Regions from separate parts of the Zea mays genome. Here region 2 is linked to region 1. Evidence: chromatin contacts called from public Hi-C data. All regions are on one chromosome and are shown on one strand. The core of a region is the stretch at or near the end of the contact, and the rest is flanking DNA. Distances in the headings are between cores, read along the strand shown.

The links. A called contact is a pair of places that touch in the nucleus more often than the background predicts.
Region 2: a contact with region 1 is called in a Hi-C map of endosperm, with 1.9 times the contacts expected there. The contact joins the promoter of LOC100281285 here to the promoter of LOC103632450 in region 1. A contact is called at or near these places in 2 of 25 Hi-C or Micro-C datasets (bundle sheath and endosperm).

The regions. Positions count from the first base shown.
Region 1 is chr1:24,108,011-24,113,586 of Zm-B73-REFERENCE-NAM-5.0, forward strand. It overlaps LOC103632450 (30S ribosomal protein S10, chloroplastic), which reads left to right and starts at 2,603. Exons shown (of 3, transcript XM_008654259.2): 1 at 2,603-2,906; 2 at 3,091-3,147. The coding sequence starts at 2,721. It also overlaps the pseudogene LOC118473496 and the pseudogene LOC103632438.
Region 2 is chr1:24,351,616-24,357,473 of Zm-B73-REFERENCE-NAM-5.0, forward strand. It overlaps LOC100281285, which reads left to right and starts at 2,230. Exons shown (of 1, transcript NM_001372495.1): 1 at 2,230-3,198. The coding sequence starts at 2,334. The coding sequence ends at 2,870.

The sequences.
Region 1 (5,576 bases), core at 1,353-3,852:
TGCTCCTCGTCGCGTATCATTTGCCGCACCTTGGCTAGTGCGGACACACGCTGGCGCTTGGCTTCGAGTATCTCTTTCTGCCTCTGGAGATTGCGGTTCTTGAGGCGCAGGGCGCACAACTGTAACTGTTCTTCTGTTGAGACGCCGAGGACCTCGCCGTCCTCGGTGAGATCCGCGCCCTCCAGTGGGGCGAAGCCTGGGGGCGGCTGCGATTGTCCTTCGGGCCCGCAGGTGCGGAAGGTGTCGTCTTCGCAGGTGTGGGAAATGTTGTCTTCGCAGGTGCGGGGAATGTTGTCTTCAGTGGGCTCTTGGTGGGTGGATTGGGTGAGGGCGAGGGCCTTGCCCTTTCTCGCGGCCAGCAGTGCTGCCTTCGCAGCCTCGTCAGCCTTCGGGTTAGCTCTCTTGGGTGCCATCGCGGGTGGTCTTGTCGTAGCACGAACGGTGGGCGCCAAATGTTGGAACTTGCTCTCAGTAGCAAGGAGGCCAACAAGGGTGAACGGTGGTGACAACAGGGTTACGTGCTCGGGGGCAAATGGCTCTGTTAATCTAGCCTCTCACGGGCACTGTGCGGGGGTATTTATAGGTATCTGAGTGCCCAGCGCCTTGTGTTAAGGACGCATGTGCCCTCGGACACCTAGTTTATCCCCAGAATATTCCCATAAAGCAGGGTTACAAGCTGTACTTACAAGAATGCCTTTACAAACTAGGCCCGTAACACAAAGGCGGCCACGCGAGGCCCGTTACAATGGGCCAGATCACACGTGGGCCTTAGAGCAGGACGAAGCCGTGCTGCGGGGAGACGTCACCGCAGGCCTTCGTCTGGTGCTGAATGAAGCGAAGGGTGTCCCTGCCCGTTTTGTCTTCGTCAAACCAGCGACTGCAGCGAAAGGCGACGAGCGAAGGGTGGCGTCTTTGCCTTCGCCCCAACACACCCCCCATCGATTTTTCCTCGGAATGGAATCATGAAAAATTCCAACGAAAACATTTATGGCCTGTTTCGATGACTATGTATTCACCTTTATCCATATTTATTAGAGTATATGTGTGCTGGACATGATGTTGTGATTCCCATTAACATTGATGGAAGAAAAAAAATCTAGTTACCTCACTATACGCAGACTGACGTTGTAGCTAATACTTATTAGGGTATCTTTAACCCCGTTGGGAATACCTGAATTCACCCCAAACGATTTTAAAGATGCTTTGTTGCCAGCCAATGAACCGAATGATCGTCAGCTCGGTTATGTTCGGTCTTTGTTACGCAAACACTTTGTGTGGAATGTATTTTCATTTAATGCTATATTGGTTGATTAGAACTGAGTCATCTTCTCTCTGCTACATAGCCAACAAATCTATTTGCTAACAATCTTCCTCAGAAAAAAATAGCAGGAAAGGAAAGAACTTTAAAAGTACCTGGCAAATATCTGAAACTTGGTATACTATTCATGTCACACTAATTTTATCAATCACAACCAATTCACCTTCTGTCTTCTATGTGAACAGGAAATCTCTACACCTAGCAATCTTCCTCAAAAGAGATAGGAAAATGCATCAAAATGCTTGGCGAATCTCTGAAACTGAGTCAACCACTTAACAGCAACTCAATAGCTATTCATATGCCCCGATTTTTGCAGCTTGCTCTAGGTGAATAAATTTGCTCAGGTGTCAGATGATCTGAACTTACTGTAGCATTATGCAGAAAACCAATCTCCGTTTTTGAAATATTGTATGTCGACTCTTAAGGAACTTGCAGCTCATATTGGTGAGGTGGTTGTTAATAAGTGCTTATCTGCTGCTGCTAAATCTGGCATGTTTGTCAGCTTGAGGACAAGCGCAAAACTCTGGCAGAGATCTGTAAGGTTACTGCTCTCACAGAAGTCACCAAATTCCCCTTTCTCAACCTCTCCTAAATCTGATCGGGACAAGACGAACGTTCATGGATTCAACCTTAATGAGGCATCACGTGCTATGAATTCTGATAGAACAGTCATCACAGCGAAACCAACTTTTGGTGATCGATTGTCGAACAAATCAAATACAGTTCCATCTCCCAGCACCAGCAGGCAGCTTAACCAGGGGGGGGGGGGGGGGGGGGGGGGGGGGGGGGGGGGGGGGCTGCTACTGCAACCGTTCCATCATATTCAAGGCTTCGTGGGCAGCAGTCGGGCTTAGATCTTGTAGCTGCTCTCAAGGGGATTGGGAAAAAGGAGTGCTGGGGATTGTGGTGATGGCCGGGATAAAGAAGGGAAGTGAATAGCTGGTGCTCTGTAGATGTATGTCTGTAGTAGAGTTAGTTTGGCCACCTCTATGGCTCATCATTCTGTATTTCTTTTGCCTCGTGCCAGGAGCTGTGAATGTAGCTTCTCCTATTTGAGCGCTGGTATGGACAGTCTATCCAGGCAAGAAGAAGGTAACTGATTGTTCCTTGAAACGATCAAGTTTATGCCAGCCAGATCGACACTTTTAGCTGAGGTCACAGTAATATCCAATTCCACGATCTTCCTTTCCGAACAAATCATTCATGATCTTCTTCGAAAGTAATGCTAGAGGAGACAGAACTCGCCCATGTTTGCCACCAGACACCTCGCTTTGAAAGTAACAAAGCTGGAGGGGCTCGAGCGCAAATGCCCCTGGAACCGGATAACACACCGCGATAGCGAAGCAGAGGTCTTCCAAAACCCAACGCGGCAAACGGCTTCCTCACCCCCCCTCCCCTCGCCATGGCCGTCCCCACCTCCACCTCCTCCCCGCTCCCCCTCCTCTTCCTCCATCGCTGCACCGCAAACTCTAGCCCCTCGGTTCTCTCCTTCCCGTCCTCCCTCCGCGGCGCGTCCCTCCGCTCCCGGGCCGCGGCCGCACCGCCCGCAGAGACCCTCTCTGACGACGGCATCCCCGACGCGCCACCGGTACGTGACTGAACTGATATTGCCGTGTCTTTTCGCACACGCAGAGTCCAAAACCTGCGAATTTCATGATGGCGTGTACCGCTTGGTTATGGGGGTTACAATTACATGGCGACATTGGTTCAGTTGGCACACTCGTTAGACCTTGTTCATTCGGTGACTAAAATTGTTAACCTCGCGCTTTCAGGAAGGGGCAGGAACGGGAATTCCGTTGCCATCGTCGATTGGGGATGATGGGGAGCAGGTACCTTCCATAGCAGTTAAAAATTTCCCAGATTATTATGTTACCGAATCTTTTGTTCTGATATTGTTGCTTCCTTGATCGAATGAACTGTGAAAAGTTATAACCATAAACCATACAACATGTTTCTCTTTTATTGCTGCATAGCAGTGCACATTTTACTTGTGATTGTTTAATCACAATAAATGGAGAGCACGATGTGCTCTGGGTATTTGTGTAAATGGCATTTAGAAATCGTTCAGGACGCAATGCAATGATGCTAGACAATATCAGTCAGCACATTCGTTTAAGCCGTTAATCTTAGTGTAAACTGTTCTTAACGTGAGTGTGACTTGGACTTCAAAAATGTATGTTTTTGTAGAAGTCCATATCACGTTAGACAGTTTAGCATCCTTAATGCTTAAGCCATGCATAGTTACCAGCACATGATTGAAGAGACTATGTGGGAAATTCATTTCGTTTGTCCTTTAAATCATTCCTATCAGACTAGAATGAGGATATCTGAGGGTCTATGGTGGTTTAGCTTTCCAGATTCTACTTAGCAGTTGAAAGCTTGCTGGATCAAACTTTCAAAGTTTTCTGCCTATTAATGCTCTGTTCCTCCTTGGAATTATTTGACGTACTTGAAAAATGGTGGACGGCGTGGGAGAGGGGGAGGGGCAGCATAGGGAGAGGGAGGGAGGGAGCAATAACTCTATTCTTGCTTAGACTGAAATAGTTATTTGCCCCTATATTTAATTATTTATAGTTCCTATAGGACTTGTATCCCAAGCATCATTCTTATAGATTTGTAATCTTGTTTCCTAACAAACCAATCTTCTTTCTTAAACAAACTCTATCATTATTTTCTAAACAAGCTATATTTTATTTATTCCAAGCTTATTGAAGATTACCTTTGAGTTTCCATCTATTCCGGATTCTCCAGTGCGGGAGGGATTCTAGGGGCAGTAGAGGCCGCGGCTCATCAGGGCCTGGTGTTGGGCCTCAGTTGGGCCACTAGGCCCGACATGGTGGCCCATATTTAGGCCTGTGAGGCTGTGACATACTGACTCATGACTGAAGCCTAGTATCATTTGGCCATCGAAAGAAAGCAAAAAAAAAAAAGACAGCAGTTGTCTCAAGCGCTCAGCAACCATGGACCATGAATTCCTTATTGTCTTTACCTCGCTGTAATTGCGCCCACTGTGGTAGTCAGTGTGTTCCCCTGAACAGTTAGCAATATCTAACTGTGTTGTTGTGTTTACAATTTGACAAGTTATGCAATTCCTCTTGCTTGTCTCCCTAGGAACCTCCATGGTACTGTCATTGAACTGTTGGAGTCGAGTTGAGATGCTTCCTTCATTCTAAAATATATAATGTCAATGTGTGTGCTCAGCCTTTTAAACTTGTATAAACTTATTTACTTTTCTCACATGGAAATGGTCAAATTGTAAACAGGACAAAGGTGTGTTTTGAAGATCCATGTCCAAAATGGCTATTAAGTAGTAAAATTAAATAGAGCTAACACTGTATAATCTGTCATTGAGGCTACTCCTTGTAGTTTTATGTTTACTTTGCTTCATGCTTCTGCAGTTCTGCTTGTTAAGCATGTCCATCGTAAATATTTGTCTGCAGTTGTTGTATGGAAGTGCTGAAAACGAAATTTTTACAAGGCCTTGTGCACAGTTGGGATCCTCCCATAGTGATTCTTATTTTCTTTAGATGTATCACAAGAGGAAATGGTGATAATAAACAGATACGGAGAGATACTTGTTGGTGTTTTGCATGAAGCTGGATCTAAGGGCCTTGTAGTGTTGTGTCACAGATTTAGATCATCAAAGGAAGGTAGAATTATGTTAAGTCTCGCTGATGCATTAACATCAGAAAATGTCAGCATATGTGTTTTGATTATTCTGGTAATGGAGAAAGCGAAGGTACTTTTGGATAAGGTTACTATAACGAAGTGGACGTTTTATGTGATGCGATCCTGCATTTCAAAAACACAAACGTGACACCCATGCTATTGCTGGCCACAGTAAAGGAGAAAATGTGGTTATCCTCTATACATCCATGTATCACGAATTCACGGTATATCTAAAGCTATTAACCTTTCTGGAAGGTTTAAGCTGGAACGTAGAATTGGAGATCATTCCGTAAATGATTACATGGAAAGGATTAATCAGCATGGTTTCATTGATGTGGAAGACAAAATAGGAGTATCATCTACCGTGTGACCAGACAAAGTCTGATGGATGGTCTTAAGACAGGCACTCTGCAATCTGCATGCATGTCTATTGACCAAACTGCAGGGTGCTGACAGTACATGGTGCTAATGACGATGTTGTGCCGTCAGAGGATGCTCTAGCGTTTGATAAGTATATAAGCAACCATGAATGGCATATTATCGAAAGAGCTGATCATAGATGTGCAACTCATCAGCTTGAATTAGCTGC
Region 2 (5,858 bases), core at 980-3,479, 240 kb after region 1:
AATTATATTTAGAGTATTGGGACTCAATCCCTCTCTAGACTCGCTTGTATCCCCTACTACGAGTACTTAGTTGCAAGATAATACAAGCCTCCCACCCCCACTAGAGGTAGGGCCTTCTCTTGCCCGAACTAGGATAAATCTTGTGTGTCTTCTTGCATCAACCATCCAAGGCAAGGGCACGCTGCCAAATTTACTAGTTGGTTAGGACCCTCGGGTCAAAACACCCACAATATGTCTTGTCATATCAACGGACACCAGAGTCCATGCCATCGGGTATAACATAGTTGATTCCGACATAGCAATTTGCACTTGATAATAATTACTAGTACACTAATGCACATATGCATGGCTATAGGGACGATGACACATATCGAATAGTGGTCTTGAGTGTGTGTTGCCTAAGTCATAGCAAAAGTGCACCTATAAGACCGTAATATCACCCATCCGAAGTGCTAACCTCATAAGACCGCTAGGAGTAAAGATCGAACATGATATTGTAACTCTGAGGGCAGTTATGCTATTAGTGAGGGTAGTTGCATTACTTTTGTCTTGCGGGTGTCTCCATACTTAGCCGCTATAGGAGCTCCTTCGTCCACTTGGAAGGCCTCAGGTCCTATGGGGTAGGTCTCGAACATTTGAACTACCCAAAGTAGATAAATTTAAAGATTCAAGGGATGGTAGAGGGTCCTGGTCGGCTAAGAATATAATATGTGTCATGATGCCTCGAGTGTCATGGGGCCTAGAGTTTTAGATTATTGTTGGTACGACGATAGTTGATCGAACTCAAGTGTAGGAGGGTGTCCTAGGGATACCGAGGGCCTAGGGTTTTAGATTGTTGTTTTCATGACAAAATTATCGATGTAGTTTTATTCTTTTGGGGAGCATGGGTCCAACAGTCTCCACCTTCTCTCTTGGGATGATTTCTTTTACCATGATCTTTGAAGGTATCTTAACAACATTTGAGGTATGAACAATGACATATCTTAGTATCCCAAATACGCTGTCACCCGCGCTATGTCAAATACATGGATCAAAGGAACCAAATTAAACCTTCGTGTATTTATTCAGACAATATCAGCTCCATAATGAGAAATATAAAGAGTGTGGTAACTTTTACTAAGACCTGGAACGAAAAAAAACATTGGATTTCGCCACTAGCGGAAAGCTGACGCGTGACATTGCGGAGAACGGGAGAAGACATGGACTATATAACAAGTCAAAAAGGCTAAAACAATCATGCGGTACAAATAAAAAGGGGGTGTGTGAAGTGGACGGAAGAAGAAAAAGGCATTAAGCATGCACAACCACACGCATCACCCAATTAGGTAACTTGAAGATATTGGTTCTAGAAACCAGAATTTCCAACGGGGTGTGCCACGTGTGCGGTATATCACTGAGTTATGCGTCATTCCAGAAATGACAGATTTATTTTAAACAGAAAAAAACACAATCGAACTTTACACATTTCTAAAAAAAATAAGTTAATATAAGTTTACGACAACGAATCTACATTATTAATTTACACTTATTTACTAAAATGCTTTCGAGATGATTTCGATTCTTTGGTAAAATAGCACATCATTATTATATTATCATTAGCGGGTGAAACGGATAAGCACAAACAGGTCGACGCGCGTGTGCATGGTTTATTTCGGACGACATCGTCGTGAACTCGTATGCGTGCCCCTTGAGTCATGACAAATGGCGGGGCAGCGCACGGCACGGGTGCGTCGCCACACGCGCATGCTTGCGAACGGTGGCGCAACCCCGATTCCGGTCCGGGAGGCGCAGCTGGAGGCTGGACGCGCTATGGCTACTTGGCTACTACTAGTAGCCAACAGCGCTTGGTCGTGCTCGTGCCTCTCGGTCCCTACCTCGCCGCTCAGCCTCCTCGGCAACGAGCGTGAAAGAAATCCCTCGCAACGTACGTCGCGCATCTCCACGCCCCCTTGGCCCGGCCCGCTTGGCCCCATCTCACCCTTTGGATCCTTTTTTTTTCATTACGGATATCGGACGGTGTCCCCGACTGTCTGACATGGGCGGGGGCGATTAATTAGCCAGACGACTCGCTCGCTCTCAGCTTCCACGGCGACTGCCATTGGAACCCTGGTAGCTTTCTCTTTATTAATCGCCTTTTCGGGGGCGCCCCACCCCACACACGCGACGCGTAGAAACAGAGTCAAAACCCCGCCGTCTCCCTATATATACGCTCTCCGCCCGCAGCCGCTCACTCCACTCCACTTCCAGAGCGTGCCTTGCTCGTTGCTGCTCACTCAGTCACCTCCCCTGCCTCTGCACGTACTACGTACGTGCCGAGGACACAGCGGCCGGCGATGGGAGGCGCAGGCGAGGTGACGGAGCTGGAGCTGCGCATCCAGCTGCCTGACGGCGGCGGCGGCGGCGGCTACAACATCAACGACAACGCCGACATCCTGGCCGAGATCCTGGCGCGTCTGGACGGGCGCTCGCTGGCCGCGGCCGCCTGCGTGTGCCGCCTGTGGGCCGCCGTGGCGCGCCGCGACGCCGTCTGGGAGGCGCTGTGCCTCCGCCACGTCGGCCCCGCGCCACCTGCGGCGGCCGCGGGCCCGGCCACCCGCGCCGTCGTCGCCGCGCTCGGCGGGTACCGCCGCCTCTACCGCCTCTGCCTCGGCCCGGCGCTCGACCGGCTGGCGCAGGCCCAGGCCCAGGCGGCGCGGGCGCACCACCTGTCGCTCTCCCTCTCGCTCTCGCTCTTCTCCATCGACTGCTACGAGCGCCTCGGCGGCGGCGGGGGAGCGGCGGGGCCCAGCGCCGGCGCGGGTGCGCGCGGGAGACAGCAGCAGCAGCCGTCGTCGCTGCTGTTCCTCTGCAAGCCCGTCGACGTGTCGTGATGGCAATGGCATTCAGCTTCAGCCGTCGTCCTTCCTCCGCGAGCCCGTACGTCGACGTGTCGCGATGGCATTCAGCTCTCGTCGCTCCTCTGCTCGTCCTTTCCATGTCGTCGCGTCGTCCTTGGCGTACGCTGTCTGCCCTGGGCGCCTGGCCTTTGCTGCTGCTAGCTGCAACCTGCAATGCTCGTTTGCGTGTCTCACGGCCGCCGCCGCTTAACATAATCGTTTTAATTGGTTTGGTTTTGTTGATTAGCACGGACGAACAACAGGCAAGGAAGAGCTCTTCAATCAATTCAAGCTGTACCCGGAGAGGCTTATTAAATTCTAATAATGCTTATTCTTTCTTCCTTTGCTTTGCTTTACCCGCTGAGTACGCTTGTCCGCGCCCGCTTGGCGACTTGCTGTTTCGATGCAAGCGCCTTGTACTGCTTCCTCATGTTGCTGCTGCTTCGGCGGGATGCTTGCGTTGCGTGCACCCATGCCTGTCGACATTGCTTTCGTGTTTGGCTCCATGCCTGTCGACTTCGCCCGCCTCTGGGAACGGATGGATGTACATGGACGGACGCACGCACGCATGATCCAGCCATGACGGCGAGCTCTCGTCGGCCGGCCATGTGTTCGATACGCTCAGCACCGACTCTTACGTTCACTGTTGTGTTCACGACCGAAAATGGTCAGAGCATTGAAAAGGTGTCTTTATAAACATATTTAGAATTTGTAGTCAGGCATTAAAAAAAGAACGGTGCCCAACCCCGCTAACCGCCCTGACCTCAAGTTTTATCTTTTTTTTTCCTAAACCTCCAGTTACGTTGTTTGTTGCATCTATCGAGATTCATTGGTGTTCTAGGTGGCATTGTCAACCCTAGCCATGCATCTCCCCATGGGGTCCTCCAAGGAGCTGTTAGAGTTGCTTGCCGAGTAGGATAGATTGATTGCAACCTAGGGCAATGCTACTCTTGCTGGTGTGTGATTTAGATCTCAATTCGGTGTCAATGCACTTTTAGTGACTCTGTTCGGGATGGAGATCAATCTAACAATGGGAAGAGGGACCTTACCGACGTGTCCAATGAGGAGAACATCCTCTATCCCACTACTATCGGTAAGCTCCTAGAGAGGCTTCACAAGGAGTTAAAGAAGAAGAACACTTCTAATGTGGCAGCTACACTAGCAAGTTTCTGATTCAAGGGCCGTTCAAGTAAGGTGGCTGAACAACACAAGCCTCTCAGTATCCAGACTTACAACTCCGAGCTCCCATCTACCTCTGGATCCAAGGTAACACCATTTGTATGCAAGCCTCCTTCTGATGTGTTTACTTCGAATCAAGTTAAGCTGATGCAAAAATGGATGGAAGAACATGAGGCAAATTTTATTAATCAATTTACTGTTATTCAACATAATGTCGCTCTTTATGAAACTGATTAATGACGAACCTACTGTACCTAGTTGCTCTATGCTAGCGTCATCGACTCCTAATAAGATCGTATATTTCTCCTATAGCATGCTAATGAGCTTTTATAAGAGTCAAGTAGATCCTTCAACAATTGTGGTGGGTACTAATAATTCTTTGGTTTCCAATCCTAATACACTGCCACCATTACTAGTGTCCCTCAAACATGCGATGTTGAAGATTGGATTCGTGGTGATCTTGTTGAGTTAGCATGTTTTAAAGCTCCTTTTGCTACAATAGCTTATGATCATGAAAGATGGGTAAAAAAGAAGCCAATTCATTAAGCAAAGGCATAGCTCTCACATGTGAAAAAGCATAATAATATGATGGGCAAGAAGCAAACAGAAAGCTCATGCTCAAGATCTTCAAGTGAAGATGATGATGTAACATGTAATAATCCAATGGTCCGCAGTGATGCCAATTGCCATTGCAACAACTAGTTCACTCCTTGGGGATATAAATAGGACCCCAAACTGGCGATTTGACAGGTGTGGGAGCTAAGGACTATACCAAGAGAGTTGTGGCTCATCTCTAGTAGCCCTAGACACCCAAGTGTTCAAATATCACTTAGTAATTATTGTAGGTAATTTGTGAAGTGCTCAGTATATAGTTAGACTGCTTCCATTAGCGCTTGCTGTAGGTTTTGCCTAGTAGTCTGAAATGAGAAACAAACAACTCTACACCTTGGTGCTTGCACACACCATTGTAATAGTTGCACTAGATGGGCTTGTAATTTTGCAAGACCACATCAAATGTGTTTGTGGTGTGGTCATCACTGTGTACAAGAAGCAACTAGACCCACAACATTTTGGTCGGAAACTCGATATTGAAGATATTAGGGATCGTCCAGGAGAGGCTACACCGAATACCATTTGTGTGTGTGGGGAAGGGATGGGGCTATCCATGGAGTTACCCGACTAAGCGCACAACAAGGATTATTGGTAAGCTTGCACACTTCTTAATACCTTGGTAAAAATACTAGAGTCATCGACGAGAGTTTGTATCTCTATTGCATATAATCTTCCACATTTATATTTTGTTACCATGGTTTTATGATTTACCTTCCTACCTTAGTTATAGGCTATTGGATAGGTTTGGAACTTAGGTAGCATAACTATTTGTAGTAAAAATAGTAACACTTAATCAAAATCATAGTTGCACACAATCTAGTTTATTTATTACATAGGTTTTAACTAGTATAAAAATAGAGACCATAGTTTAAAGAGAAAGTTCGGTTCGATTTTTCGGTGTCGGTGCAAAATGCCTGGTCCTAAATATAATGACGAGGATCCCCGTGGGGAATATTTCTCGCATGGGGATAGGGATGGGAAGCAAATCTTCCCCCCATGAAGTTTGATAGGGATGGGGATGGGGAATTTTTCTTCCCAAGGGGATGGGAATGAGGAGTCATTCACCGAATAAGAATTCTCCGCTGCCATCTCCAGTGGGGACGGTGGTGCTAATGGTAGTGGATGAAGGCGAGCAGTACAAGGTAGCATGGGATGAAGATAAGAAAGAAAGGAGGAGATGGCAGGCAGGGC